Regions from separate parts of the Sus scrofa genome. Here regions 2 and 3 are each linked to region 1. Evidence: chromatin contacts called from public HiChIP or PLAC-seq and promoter capture Hi-C data. All regions are on one chromosome and are shown on one strand. The core of a region is the stretch at or near the end of the contact, and the rest is flanking DNA. Distances in the headings are between cores, read along the strand shown. Region 1 holds the start of ZNF646 (zinc finger protein 646). Region 2 holds the start of PHKG2 (phosphorylase kinase catalytic subunit gamma 2). Region 3 holds the start of ZNF629 (zinc finger protein 629).

What was found. Promoter capture Hi-C pulls out the DNA fragments that hold promoters and counts their contacts. HiChIP or PLAC-seq counts read pairs in DNA pulled down with a chosen protein or histone mark.
Region 2: an H3K27ac HiChIP or PLAC-seq map of alveolar macrophages shows a contact between it and region 1. The contact joins the promoter of PHKG2 here to the promoter of ZNF646 in region 1. A contact is called at or near these places in 1 of 5 promoter capture datasets (fetal liver) and 1 of 2 datasets of contacts at active chromatin or transcription factors (alveolar macrophages).
Region 3: a contact with region 1 is called in a promoter capture Hi-C map of liver, with 5 times the contacts expected there. The contact joins the promoter of ZNF629 here to the promoter of ZNF646 in region 1. A contact is called at or near these places in 1 of 5 promoter capture datasets (liver) and 1 of 2 datasets of contacts at active chromatin or transcription factors (alveolar macrophages).

The regions. Positions count from the first base shown.
Region 1 is chr3:17,404,830-17,409,273 of Sscrofa11.1, forward strand. It overlaps ZNF646 (zinc finger protein 646), which reads right to left and starts at 1,801. Exons shown (of 3, transcript XM_021086398.1): 1 at 1,379-1,801. ZNF668 (zinc finger protein 668) reads left to right here and starts at 1,434. Exons shown (of 4, transcript XM_013987708.2): 1 at 1,434-1,955.
Region 2 is chr3:17,654,010-17,658,453 of Sscrofa11.1, forward strand. It overlaps PHKG2 (phosphorylase kinase catalytic subunit gamma 2), which reads right to left and starts at 2,632. Exons shown (of 10, transcript NM_001166317.2): 1 at 2,548-2,632; 2 at 2,114-2,226. The coding sequence starts at 2,208.
Region 3 is chr3:17,608,202-17,612,645 of Sscrofa11.1, forward strand. It overlaps ZNF629 (zinc finger protein 629), which reads left to right and starts at 1,899. Exons shown (of 3, transcript XM_005653002.3): 1 at 1,899-2,298.

The DNA of each region.
Region 1 (4,444 bases), core at 551-3,050:
CTACCATCTAAATAAATGCAGTTTACCTCTGTCAAAAACCTACTATCCTGTCTGGAGATCAAATCCAAAAAGTCTTTACTGGCCCTAATCCTCTCCTCTCTCTAATTCTGAAACAAACAACCTGTCTTCCATGACATCTTAAAGGGAAGATGTACCTTCCCTAGGACCTTCAGTAAGATAAGTCCAATCCTCTCTCCTGCACCTGTCAGCTAACCAGAGTAGCTGAGAGGCCCTGGGAAAGTAGCTTCTTTCTTCACTTGGCAGCTGAGGACTTGAGAGGTGAGGGTAGAGGCCCTCTTGAGAGAAAGGGCTGAGAAAGGTGCTCCCCCATCTCCCCTGTTCCCTTCAGGGTCATGAAGTCTCCTTTATGAATTTCAAACTATCTTCCATCTCGGAAATACCATCTCATTTCTGATTCTTCACCCCCTACCTTTTTTCTTTCCCATGCCTCCTCACTTTACACTCCAGCATCCCTTCTGATTTTTTCTTCTATCTTCTCTCATAATACTGATGACAAGAGCAACCCCTGCTACCTAAGTATTACCATGTGCCAGGCACTGTGCTAAGTAAAGAACAGGTGTGGTGTCACTTAGCCTTCACAACACACTGCAATGCCTGTTACCTCAGTTTACACACTGGCCAACCCACTATTCTGGCAAGCTTCTTTCCAAAGCCCTTGCTCTCTCCATAGCAGGCCCCATGCCTCCTACATCACTTTGGCCTTCTCTGACCCTTCACTCCCACGGGACCCTAATATAACTCCTATCTCTGACTCTAAACCCCTTACTGAACCTGCTCCCCAAATCCTCACCTCACCAAGCCCCTTCGCTCAAGAGTCTCTTCTCGTCATCAACCACCAGTGAGGTCCTAACCTCACTCATCTCCTAGGCCAGTTTTCTCCTAGGACCCCTACCTCGCACCGGTGACCCCTTCTCGTTCCCGCCGCGGGTGCGTCCGTTGGGGACGGCGAACGGGAGCGCGCCTGCGCACTGGGACCCTCACCCTAACTGCAGCCGCGCGCCCCAAGGGGTGGCTGTTGGGGGGCTCTCGCGCTCCCACACACGCACACTCCACCAGGGCTCCTGGGAAGTGGGAGGGGAGGGAAAGAGGGAAAGGAGAGGGGGAGAAGGAAGGAAGTAGAGGAAAGAGGGCGCAGCTGGCACGAGCCAGCAGTCTACCCTCACCTCCTCGGACACTTCCTATTGTTATTAGGAAACAGGAAGTGTCCTGGCGGCAAAAGCTTCCCCGCGAAACTTCCGCCCTGAGAATACTTCTGTCCCGCCTCCAAGCAGCCACATTTCCGGTGCTAGGAGAGACACAGCTTACCCGACTCTGACCCCGCCCACGTAGGTCAAAAGCTGCGTTGTTCTGCACTAACCTTAGCCACACTTCCGGGAAGAGCCGCTAAAATCGTTCCGGTGCATGTTGGCTGAGCGCAGAGGAGGGGAAAAAAAGGGTTGGTTCTGCAGCCCTGGCCTCAGTATTTTGGCGACACTTTTCGGGGGGCTCCCTGAAGAACTTCCCAAGACAGATGGAGGGAGCTTCATTCACTCCTTGTTATTAAGGGAAATTTTGTGGAATGAATATAAGCGGACTTAGGTACTCCAAGTCTTGAGCATGGCCTTTCTGTCCTCCCACCTTCTAGTTCACGGTGACCTTTCCCCAGGCTAGCAATAGCCAGTGCACCCGCAAACCTACTCCGGTGTTCCCTGTCATTAGCACCCACAGAGACCCCTTGCAAAGGGTTTCTCCTCCACCTTCGGTTGGGGGTGCGCCGGTACACTTTGTGTTCCTCCCTAGGGAGGAAAGCTCCCTTCCACTTCCGCTCGTTGGCTCCGCCTCCTCCCACCCCCACCCGCTGGGTCCTAGCGCCTGCCCCTCCCTGGCTGTGTCCCGGGCTCTGTCGGTGCGAGGAGCTGCCGCTGGCGCCACGGAGCCGGCCCGAGTCTTCTCAGGTAGGAAACGCCGGCAGGAGTCCTCAAGGGCCCCCAGGCGGCCCCAGAGCGGACGCGATCCGAGCGGGCCTCAGTTTCCCTGTGGGTGCCGAGGGCGGATGGGGTTAGCCTGGCGCGAGCAGCGCGGGCGGGGCGGGAGGAGTGCGGCCCCGGGAGGGCGCGGGCGGGCTCCGGGCCCAGCGGGTCCTAGAACCCGCCGGCTGTCCCGGCGGGCCGGCTGCAGCGGACGCCTGGTCTCGGCCGGCACGGCTGCCCGCCTTGCATGGTGCGGGCCCGAGGGTCCTAGAGCCCGCCATGTTGCGGGCTTTTGTCCCAGGCGCGCGGCCGGCCTTGCACGGTTCTCTGGTGCCGGCGGCCCCCTCCCCGGTCGAGGTCTCGGCCGCCCCTCCCGCGGTCCTAGAGAACGCCATCTTGCAGGCCTTTGTCCAGAGCCTGGCCTTCGGTCCATTCATTTGTTCATTCTCTCATTCATCGTTCCTTTCTTCTTGCCACATTATCCGATGCCACGTTTTCCCAGGGCTTTTTCTGCGAAGAGTCAGCCCAGGGCCCTGCCCTGCGGGGCTCTCTGCCTGGAGGGATGCGGACACATAGATGGTTGCAGGGAGCTGGAAGCGCAGGGATTTCGCAGATCTTGGCTCTAACGCCCTTCAAACTCCCACGTGCCTCAGAGACCCCACTTTTCTGATGAGAAAACTGAGGCCCAGAGTGTAGTGGTGCCCTTACCTCTACTACCTATTAATTATTCCTGGGGGCACTGGGGAAGCAGGTATTTGAAGGATGCAACAGTTTTCCAACAGGAGAAGGCAGAGGGAACTGCGTACGGGGATGTATTTAGGTGGGGAAGTTTGAGAATTGCGGCTGGAGCTATGGTGCGGAGGGGCACAGTGCCTCTGGAGGTGAGGCTGAAAAAAGTGGGTTGGGATTAGGTTATGGGCTAACCAGATTGCATGGATGTTCAGGAGATGACTAGCTCGCCTCTCTGCATGGTTCACAGTTCCCCATCTGCTATCTCACCGGATCTCCCGTGGCCTGTGAGGCCTACCGGTGACTACTTGTTTACATGTGGGGAGACTGAGATGGAGAGAGGATAAAAAGTGGGCTCTTCACTTCATCCCTGCCTGCAGGGTTCTAGCCTAAACCCTTTGGGAATTAAATCTGCATTCCTGGCATTTAGAGCCTATTCTAGCAGCAGGATGGCATCCCCCACCTAAATCCAGTAGTAAACAAAGACAGGGCTCCCTCACCAGAGCAATGAATCGACTGTGGGGTGGGGTGGGGTGGGGGGAGAAAGAGCTGGGATCTCGTTTTTTTTGTTTGTTTGTTTGTTTTTGTTTTTTTGTCTTTTGTCTTTTTAGGTCCACACCCTCACCATATGAAGGTTCCCAGGCTAGGGGTCTAATGGAGCACTAGCTGCCTGCCTGCACTGGAACTTGTGAACTTGGAAAGGCAGAGAAATTCGGTTGATAAAACTGACGTTTTTACAGACTCCTACTGTGGGGGAGGCAGAGTCTTTAGACCTGGATTCAGATACTGTCTCAGAGGTTGATCTGTTCAGTTTGTTTTGGGGGCACCAAGCATGGTTCTATGTGGAAAGGATGCAGATTAATAAAGGTTCCTGGAGTTCCTGTCGTGGCGCAGTGGTTAACAAATCCGACTAGGAACCATGAGGTTGCGGGTTGGATCCCTGGCCTTGCTCAGTGGGTTAACAATCCGGCGTTGCTGTGAGCTGTGGTGTAGGTTACAGACGTGGCTTGGATCCTGCATTGCTGTGGCTCTGGCGTAGGCCGGGGGCTACAGCTCTGATTCGACCCCTAGCCTGGGAACCTCCATATGCCGCAGGAGTGGCCCAAAGAAATAGCAAAAAGACAAAAAAAATAAAAAATAAAAAAAATATAAAGGTTCCTGGCTCTCAGAATTAACAACTGAACCATAAAATGTATAAGTGCTAGCAATCACTTATGATCAGGAGAGAGAGCAGACGTTTGGGAGGTAGATCACCTGGCTTTGAATACTGGCTGTGACCATGACTAGCTACTTTTTTGTGCCTCATCCTTTGCCGTAAAATGGCAGGGGGTGGGGGAGAAGTTAATACTATTTAATCTATCTGCTCTACTATAACAGAAAAAAAAAAAAGAGAGAGAGAGTTCCTGTTGTGGCTCAGCGGGTAACAAACCCAACTGGTATCCATGAGGATTCGGGTTTGCTCCCTGGCTTCACTCAGTGGGTTAAGGATTGGGCATTGCCATGAGCTGTGGTGTAAGCCAGCAGTTGAAGCTCAGATTTGACCCCTAGCCTGGGAACTTCCATATGCTATAGGTGTGGGCCTAAAAAGCAAAGAAAATAGAAAAGAAAAGGAACAAAACACGGGGTAGGGGGGCCACAACAAAAATTTATTTCTCACTGTTCTGGAGGCTGAGCTATCCAAGATGAAGGTGCTGGCCAGTTCAGTTTCTGGGGCGGGCTCTTTTCCTGCTGCATTGTATGTGGCC
Region 2 (4,444 bases), core at 1,382-3,881, 250 kb after region 1:
GCCCCTGCCTTCGGCAGGTCAAAATGGAACTCTTGATTTGCTCACCCCTCCCCAATCTTCTTCATTTCTTCAGCCACACAAATCCAAACCTTGGACGTGATACTTGTTTCCTTCCATTTCCCTCTTGGTCCATATCCAAGCCCTCAGGAAACTATATCCCTTCAAACCATCACCTGCATCTATCCACTTCTCTCCAGCTTTACCCCTGCCACTCTGGTCTAAACCATCACCATCGCTAACTTCAAAGAATCGGTATCTTTCTAGTCAGGTGGTCTCTATGCTTCCATTCTTGCCTCTCTCCTAACCACTTTCCACATAAGAGCCAGAAGGATTTTTTTTTTTTTTTTTTATCTTTTTAGGGCTGCACCCATGGCATATGGAGGTTCCCAGGTTAGGGGTCTAATACAGCTGCCAGCCTACTCCACAGCCACAGAAACGTGGGATCTGAGCTATGTCTGCAACCTATGCCACAGCTCACAGCAACACTGGATCCGTAACCCACTGAGCAAGGCCAGGGATTGAACCCACAACCTCATGGTTCCTAGTCAGATTCGTTTTCGCTGCACAACGACAGGAACTCCAGTTTTTTTATTTTTTTAACAAAGGATTTTGGGGGGGCCTCATCCGCAACATGTGGAAGTTTCTGGGCTAGGGATTGAACCCATACCACCAGAGACAACGCAGGATCCTTAACTGGCTGTGCCACAGCAGGAACTCCCAGAATGATCTTTTAAAATGTAACCACACACCTGTATTGAGCACTTACCATGTTCCAACAGTATCATATTAACCCTTTCCATCCTCACAGCAACCTACAAGGCAGGATCTATTTTTATCCCCCATTTACAGTGGAGAAACTGAGGCACAGAAAGGATGTTACTAGGTCCCAAATCACAGAAATGTAAGTCAGATCATGCTAGTACCCTGCTTGAAGATACCAGTGTCACTAGAATAAAATTTAAATTCTTTTTTTTTTTTTATTTTTAATTGGTCTTTTTTTTAGGGCCACATCCACAGTGCATGGAGGCTCCTAGGCTAGGGGTCGAATCAGAGCTCTAACCACCAGCCTACATCACAGTCACAGCAATGCCAGAGCTGAGCCGCGTCTGCGACCTACACCACAGCTCATGGCAATTCCGGATCCTTAACCCACTGAGCGAGGCCAGGGATCGAACCATCGTCCTCATGGATACTAGTCAGATTTGTTTCTGCTGAGCCAGGATGGGAACTCCAAAATTTAAATTTTTTATCTTGGCCCAAGGCTCTACACAATCCAACCTCTATTTACCTCTCCAACTTAATTTCCTCCCCCTTTTTCCACTCACACCATATTCTAGCCACTATGATCTTCTATCTGTGTTGTGAATAGGCCCTTTTCTTGCCATTCCCTCTGTCTGGAATATATCCTGCCTCAGTTCATGATTTGTTCATTCTCATGCTCTAAGTCTCAGCTCCATTAATTACTCTTGTTCCATCACCCTCTTCATTTTCTCCCTAGCACTGACACTGAACTTTAACTTGTTTTCCTGTTTACTGTCTTTCTCTACCGCTAGAATAGAAACTCCAGGAGAACAGAAACCTTGTAAGATAGATCTTACATCTCCAGTGCCTAGCACAGTGCACCCAGCACATTGTATGTGCCTAGAAAACCCTCATGTATAAATGTATCTGCCACTGCCTCTACAAGTGGGGCTTTCCTTCTATTTGTTGTGTGCTGAACTCCTGTTCATCCTTCAAGACCCAAATATCACCCCTTCTGGGAAGCTGTGGTTTTCTGAGACCCCGCAGCACTTTCTACATAGCCTGATACTTTTTCATATATCTTTTAGTCACTTCACTTGGAGTACCTCCAGAGCATAAACATCTGTTCCATGCTCCCTGTGTTCACCTTTGTGCCTGGCACAGGAGGTGCCTGAATTGTTCGTCGAATACATAAATGAATGAATTTGTGGAAAAATGGGGATTAACCCAGAACAAATGAGTCTAGTCACTAAACGTTCCTCTGCTCCCCACTAACCCTTCCCATTTAGAACTCTCAGCCCTCAGAGGGAACTGTGTATCCTGGCTAGGACCTGACCTCTCAAGACCTCCATTTCACTGGGCGCGGCCTCACCTGCCAATGACGTCCTTAGGGTCGTACTTCTGGTAAAACTCCTTGGCCGCAGCCCAGTCGGGCAGCTCATCCTCTGGTCCCACGTCCAGCGTCATTCTGAAGGAGGGGGGCGCCTGTGTGGAGGAAACGGAGGGCAGTGAGGCCCACAGGCTCTGAGAGGACGCACATCGCGGCTCACGGGGGCGCAGCCCTTGCGGCTGGGGAGCCAGGATCCTGAGGGATGGGGGACGGGGTGGGGGAAGGATCGGGACTGGGGAGACCCCACGAAAGGGCCTTTAGGGGTCGGGACAGGGTGGCAAGGCAAGGAGGGGGCAGGGGGGGAAGGGAAAAGGTGCGGTGGAAGGGGGGAAGGGGCACTCGGGCCGGTGGCTGTTGCTGCGCAGGCGCACTTGGGCAGGCGCCGGGACGGGGCGCGGGGTCTCGCGGGGACATACCCGCCGGGCGGGGAGAAGAGCAAGAGTAGAGTCAAAGCAGCTCAGTCGCGGGGTTCTGCTCTAGTCCCTTACCCGAGACGGTACCGGCAAAAACCTCAGGCCCCGCCCCCATCCTGTCCACCAATGGCCAGCGCCACCTGAAAACTGAAGTTCAAAGACCCCTCCGATTGAAAGCTGATAGTCCAATAAGAAGCCGAGAATCTCTGGGCTGGCGCGGGAGTGGAAGCTTGGAGTTACCAATGGTTGCGACGCTAGGGCGGGGCTTCAGATACGACCCATCAGCATACGGCATCCGCGAGGTCAGCAGGGGAGGAGCTTGTTGACCTGCGGAGCTGGGGCCTTGGAGCGGGACCCGGAAGTTAGGTTTACCGGGAAGTGTAACCTCCGCGTACCCGGGACGCGGGGCTTAATGCGCCTCTGACTCTCGTTTTTGGGCATGGCACTTTCAGTCTCCCAGAATCTCTATGTGAATTCGACTTTTAAAAACATTAGCAGCTGATCCAAAGCTCTTACCTTGAGAGGCAGCCTCCAGCCTTTAAAACGCTCGGGGCTCGCAGCTTGCAGCTCAACTTGGCCACTTTGGTTCGAACTTGAATGAGCTGTGGCCAGTCAGCCACTAGAGACTCTCTCGTCTTGTGGCTGCTCCAAACCTTGGATACCTCCAAAGCCATAGTGCCCACACCTGGGGTTATACATCTTCCCAGTCTTCCGCCACCCGCTCCCAAAAGCCTTGGATGGTGTCACACTCTGCTCTAAGCCTACCAAGTTGTGAGATTCTTGCAGGAGCGACTGACTTCATAGATATTAGTGCATAGCTCAACCCTGACATTCATTTACTCATTCAACAAATATTTGTTGAGCGTCTCAGCGTTAGATTAACAGCAATGAAAGAAAGAAAGAAAGAAAGAAAAAAAAAAAGTCCTTACCCTTGTGGAAGTTATGTTCCTGAGAAAGAGGCAGAGAATGAATTCTTTTAACCTAACAACTATCTTAGAAATGTCACTTTGGGATCACAAACGTGGAAGAAGTTAAAAAATGAATACAAGTAACTTTTTAAGAGTATTTTGACCTTACACCATATTTGGTAGACCGGCTTGGTAGTATAATGGAATAATTATTTTGAAACTGAACAAATGAATAAACATATTGATGTATTTGGCAGTCAGGGTTCTTACTGTAGGAATATAGAATTTGGAATGGGGAACAGAAAGGACCTTATGACTGATTGAAATTGGAGGCATAATTTTAGGAATAATTTTTAAAATAGATAAAATTAGGTATTTTCTAGCTCTCACCTCTAAAAGGGCCTAGCAGCAAAAACATCCCCATTAGAGTGAGCACAGCTAGTGTCTAGATGCTGATTTCAAAGTAACCTTCCTCAAAAGAAACCAGAGCTCCTTGGGAGACTCAGCCTAATTCCCAGGCTGGAGACTTTCTCTGTACTTTCTTGTACAAGATGAACCTGGAATAATTTGTGCCAGAAAGTGAAGAAAGATGGGGACTTAGACACAAGAACCAGGTTGAAATCAGGGACAAAAAGAATGATGAGACTGAGAGGGTCATGAGTGAACCTTCTGATGTGCTAGAAATGTTCCATTCACCTAGGAGGTGATTACACAGGTGTGTTCATGTAACATTCACCAGTCAGCACACCTAAGATCTGTGTACTTTACTGTAGATAAATTATACTTCAACAAAACAGTTTAAGAAAGCTAATGGCAGCAATGAATATAACAAAATGAATTTTAAAACTCTGAGACCAAAGACAAACAAAAACTCTGAGACCACGCTGACACTAAAATTGTAAATAAATAAATGGAGAAAAAGACGTTCTTTATAGTGGAATGCCAGATAATAAATGCAGAAATAAAGTTAAAACATCAACATTTTGTAAGCC
Region 3 (4,444 bases), core at 649-3,148, 200 kb after region 1:
TCTGGCTTCACCTCCTCTGTCCTTGCATCCTGCCCTCAGTGCACTCCCCTCCATAGAACAGGGGAGTAGAAGGTCTCCCAGGTACTCAGGACAAGGTTTCCTGGCTCTCTTGCCCATTGGGTCTTTGCCACAACTTTGGATTTTCCACGATTTGTATTTTTATTAGGAAATGTACTGTTTTTTGTTTTTTTTTTTTTGGTCTTTTCTACAGCCATATGGGTAGCATATGGAGGTTCCCACGCCAAAGGTTGAATTGGAGCCATGGCTGCCAGGCCACAGCAGCACCAGATCTGAGCTGTGTCTGTGACCCACACCACAGCTCATGGCAATGCTGGATCCTCAACCCACTTAGCAAGGCCAGAGATTGAACCTGTGTTCTCATGGACACTTGTCGGGTTTGTTAGCCACTGAGCCACGACTGGGACTCCTTGTACTGATTTTTAAATGTGGCAAATTAACTCAGTTTAAAGAAGCCCCCCAAGCCTTGTAGGCCAAATTCACCTTTCACTGTTCCTTGACCCAGGTCCAGATCAGCTTTCTGTAGCCCTGGGAGAGCAAGAGAGGGTTTCAGGATGTGCCCATAAGCCTCTCTGATCCCCAGTTGGCCTCGTCCTCACCTGTGTCTTGGGTGGGGTGGGGTCTGTGGGCAAATGTGATTGTGTAGTTGGAGCCCAGCAGTGGTGCCTTTGCCCAACTTTGTCCCATCTCCTGGGGCCTCAGGGCTTAATCTAGAAACACCTGAGGCAGGACAGCTTTGTTCCACACACTGAGCACCTGCTCCCTTCCAGTCCCTGTTCTAGGCACGGCCAAGCCCCTGCCCTGGTGGAGCTGACCTGCATGCCTGTGTGTGCAGGAGAGTCAAATTGTGTCCAGGTAATGCAGGTGGCTGCTTCTAGAACAAGGGGGGGAGGAGAACAAGGGGAAGCCAGAGGCCCTAAGGTGAGAGGGAGTTGTCAACAGTGATGGGAGCCAGGGATTAGATGGTGATAGGCCTCAAGAAGGAGACAGTGCTGATAAGGGAGCAGAGGCCAAGCCCACAGCTCCAAAGCCCAGATGCAGGCCCAGAGGAGCTGTGTCCCCTTTACCTTTCCCTCAGGGTTTGTTCCTTCTCTTGCTCCCTCATATCTCTGGACATTTAGCCCTTTTGACGCTTTCCTATAATTCCTTTGTGTTTCTCTCACACACACACCAAACCTCTTGAGTTCTTGAGGGCAGAAAGTCTGATGTTTCACTTTGAGGTGTCCCCACATTGCCGTATAATAAAAGGCTTTCCATACACCAATGTGTTACATTTAAGTAAGGATGGCAGGGCCTGAAGCCACTGCCTCACTTCTCACACCTTTTTTTCCCTCTTCTGTGAAATGGGGACAATCACGGCTTGTGTAGAGGAAGGAAAGACATAACGGCTGTAAAAATCCGAAGCCCAGATAACCTGGACCTTGGGAGGTTCCTACATTTCCCCCAGGTTTTCAAGAGGTTTCTTCTGCTCTGAGCAGGGTGCCTTCAGAGCTACGGGGAGAAGGTCTGGCTCTCCTCCCTCCTGCCACCCCTAGGGCCTTGGTTTCCCCCTCTCAGGGGACCTGTTTGAGGATGAGGGGCCGCCAACACCCTCCGTGAGGCTGGGGCCAGAGGCACAGGCTGCCACAAATGTCTCATTGGTTGTGCTGGTCCCTTCAGCCCAAATTCTTGTTGCTGTCACTTCTCACTTCATCGAAGCCATTTTTCAGTCTGTAGGATGCTCCTGCTCTGGGTGTGTCGTGCCAGCCCCTGCTCCCACCCCACAACCCCGGGGGCTTCCAAGCCCCAACCCTGGGTCTGAGTCCCAACAAAGGCAGGCCCCGGGGGAACAGCAGCCACCAAATCAGAGATAGGGCTTTCCGGGAGCGGCAGGCGGAGCCCCTGTGAGATGGTAGTAGGTGGCCAGAAATCTGGAGCCCCTCACTGGCGTCTGGGTTTCCCCCAGAACCAGCTCCCACTGGAGACGGAGAGAGGGGCGTCGTCTCGGCTACCTCCCCGCTTCCCCGTACTCTTTTTTTTCCCAAGCTGTGGGAGCCAAAGGGTTAAATCCCATAGAGCTGATGCTCTGACTCCAGGCTAGAGGGGCCCGGGAAGCTGGGGTCACTTCCTGCTCCGTCCCAGTCACCCTGAACTGGTCCCCGGGTCCTCAGCCTGGGATCACCCCTTGAGAAGGACCCCAGAGTCCTCGGCATCTAGCCCGCCCCCCAAGGCAGGGCATTCAAGGGGTTAAGTCCCCTGGGGCTGGATTTTGCCTTGCGGCCTCTCCCAGACCCCAGAGCCGTGAGTTGGGGACGCCAGGGTTCCCGGGGGGTGGCCCGCAGGGCCCGGGACGGCCGCCGGGGAACAATGGGGCGCGGGAGGCGGGGCGGGCCCGGGCCTGAGCCCCCTCCCCCGCCCCCGGGCCGCCCGAGGCAGGGGTGGGGGCCGGGCAGGGGCCGCGAGGGCCGAGGATTCTGGGAAGAGCGCGAGGGTCTGGCTGTGGGGGAGGGGAGGGCGTGAGGATTCTGGGAAGAGGGAATTCGGCCGCCCGGGCCGGGGGCTGGGGCGCCGCGGGCGAGCCGGGAATCCTGGGTGCCCTGGGCGGGGGAGGGGAGGGGAGGATGCCGGGCGGGGGCTGGGGCTTGGGCGCCGGAAGGAGGGTCGCGGGCACCGGCTGGAGCAGAAGTCCAGGGTCCCGGCCGGTGCGGGCGCGGGGGGGCCGAGGCCAGGGCGGCTGCATTCCCGCAGCTGCCTCCATGTCAGGGTCACCCTGGGCCGCTCTCCACACCTCTCTGGAAAGCAGCCTTCCTCCTCTCCTTTTTTCTCGCTCGCCCTCCCTCCGCCGTGGGACTGGCCTGAGGTCCGAGGAGAGGCCGGTGCAGGCCCCAGCACTTCTTGCCTCGCTCCTTCTCCCCACTTTCATACTCCATGTCGGCCCTGTCATTAACCCGTTCCCTTCTACACTGGACCGCTGAGTTTGAATTTTCCAGACGATCAAGGTACACAAGCTCTTACCTGTCCTCAGCAAACATAGCGGGGGCAGCCGCCCAGCTTGGCAGAGGTCCCTGCTTCCATGTCCCCAAAGACGTTTAGGGCTGGGAGTGGGGGTTCTCACAACGTAAGGAGCTGCAGAGATGAAGCAATTCATTTACTTCCTAAAATCTTAACTCCCATCTCCTCCTGTTATGTGGCAGGGTTCTGCTGGCTCCTGCCTCACTCTGGTTACCACCCAGCTGCCTCCTCCTGAGTCCTTGCACCACTGCCCCCAGACACACAGTGCCTACCCCACATGGCCATGTGGAGCCCAGGGACTCTCTTAAGGGTTTAGACGTTGTGGGAGGGTCCCCTCCTAGTGCTTAGCTCCTTTGGCCCCTTCCCGTATTCTGGTATCAGATCATCCTTTTTTGGAGTGACAGCTGGCTGTGTTTTCCCTCTAAACTCCTGCTCCCTTGCTGCCATCCCCTCTAAAGGGATTGGACCAAACAGGTTTTGTGGGAGCAAGAGGCATCTCATTCATCTTTTGTTCATTCTACATTTATTGAGCAGCTGTTCTGTGTTAGTAATAAAATAGGGCAGCGAGAAGAGGAGAAAATGTGTCAGAAGATGGGGTGCAGGATGGGAGTGAGAGCGGAAGGCTTCAGTGGGGAGTGCTGTTTTGAGTTCATAGATGCAGATCGTCAGGATCCAACCCTTCCTTTTGCCACTGCCGCCCGGGAAAGCCTCCTGGTCCCAGGAATTTCTCCTTTTGTGTTCCCGTGGCTAGCAGGCTCTGTGTTCTCCCCAGCTGCCCACTTTCTGGAGTCTCACATGACTCTCAAGGTCATCTCCCTCTCTTGGAGGCTGGGACCAGCTAGACACAGAATCTTGCGTTTCTGGTCTTAGCTCTGCAACTTTGTAGCCCTGTGACCTTGGAGAAATCTCCCTGGGTGTCAGTTTCTTAATCTGTAAAATGGACAGTCTGATACCTGGGGTGTATCACAGGCTGGGGGAGGGTTGGGGGAGAATATGAGCCCAGGCAGGCTTGGGTCAGGTGGTCTCCAGGAGTTATCTTTTCCTTTGCATTTCCCTTTCAGTTAGTTCTATAGAAGCAGCCCCCACCCGGGGCTTTAAACTGCCTCCTCCCCCTACTTCTGGCCTAACCTTCAACCTTTCTGTGGTTGGATAACGGAAAAGTGCCCCAGTCTTTTGAAGGGCCCTGTCCCCTCAGGGAAATTGGTGTGGTTTTTTTTTTTTTTTTTTTTTAAACTAAGTGTTCCAGGCAGTCTTGGTGCTCTGTGAGGCTCGCAAAGAAAGTTTATTGGTCCCAATTAGCAGCCGCATTAAGGAGGGAAATTAGAGTCTTAATGAGCATCCTCTGATTAGCAAAATAAGTTTTCCAGCCTCTGGGCATCGGAGGGGTGGGGTGGAGAGCCTTCTTTCACTGTCGTGTCAGATACCTCTCAGCCCC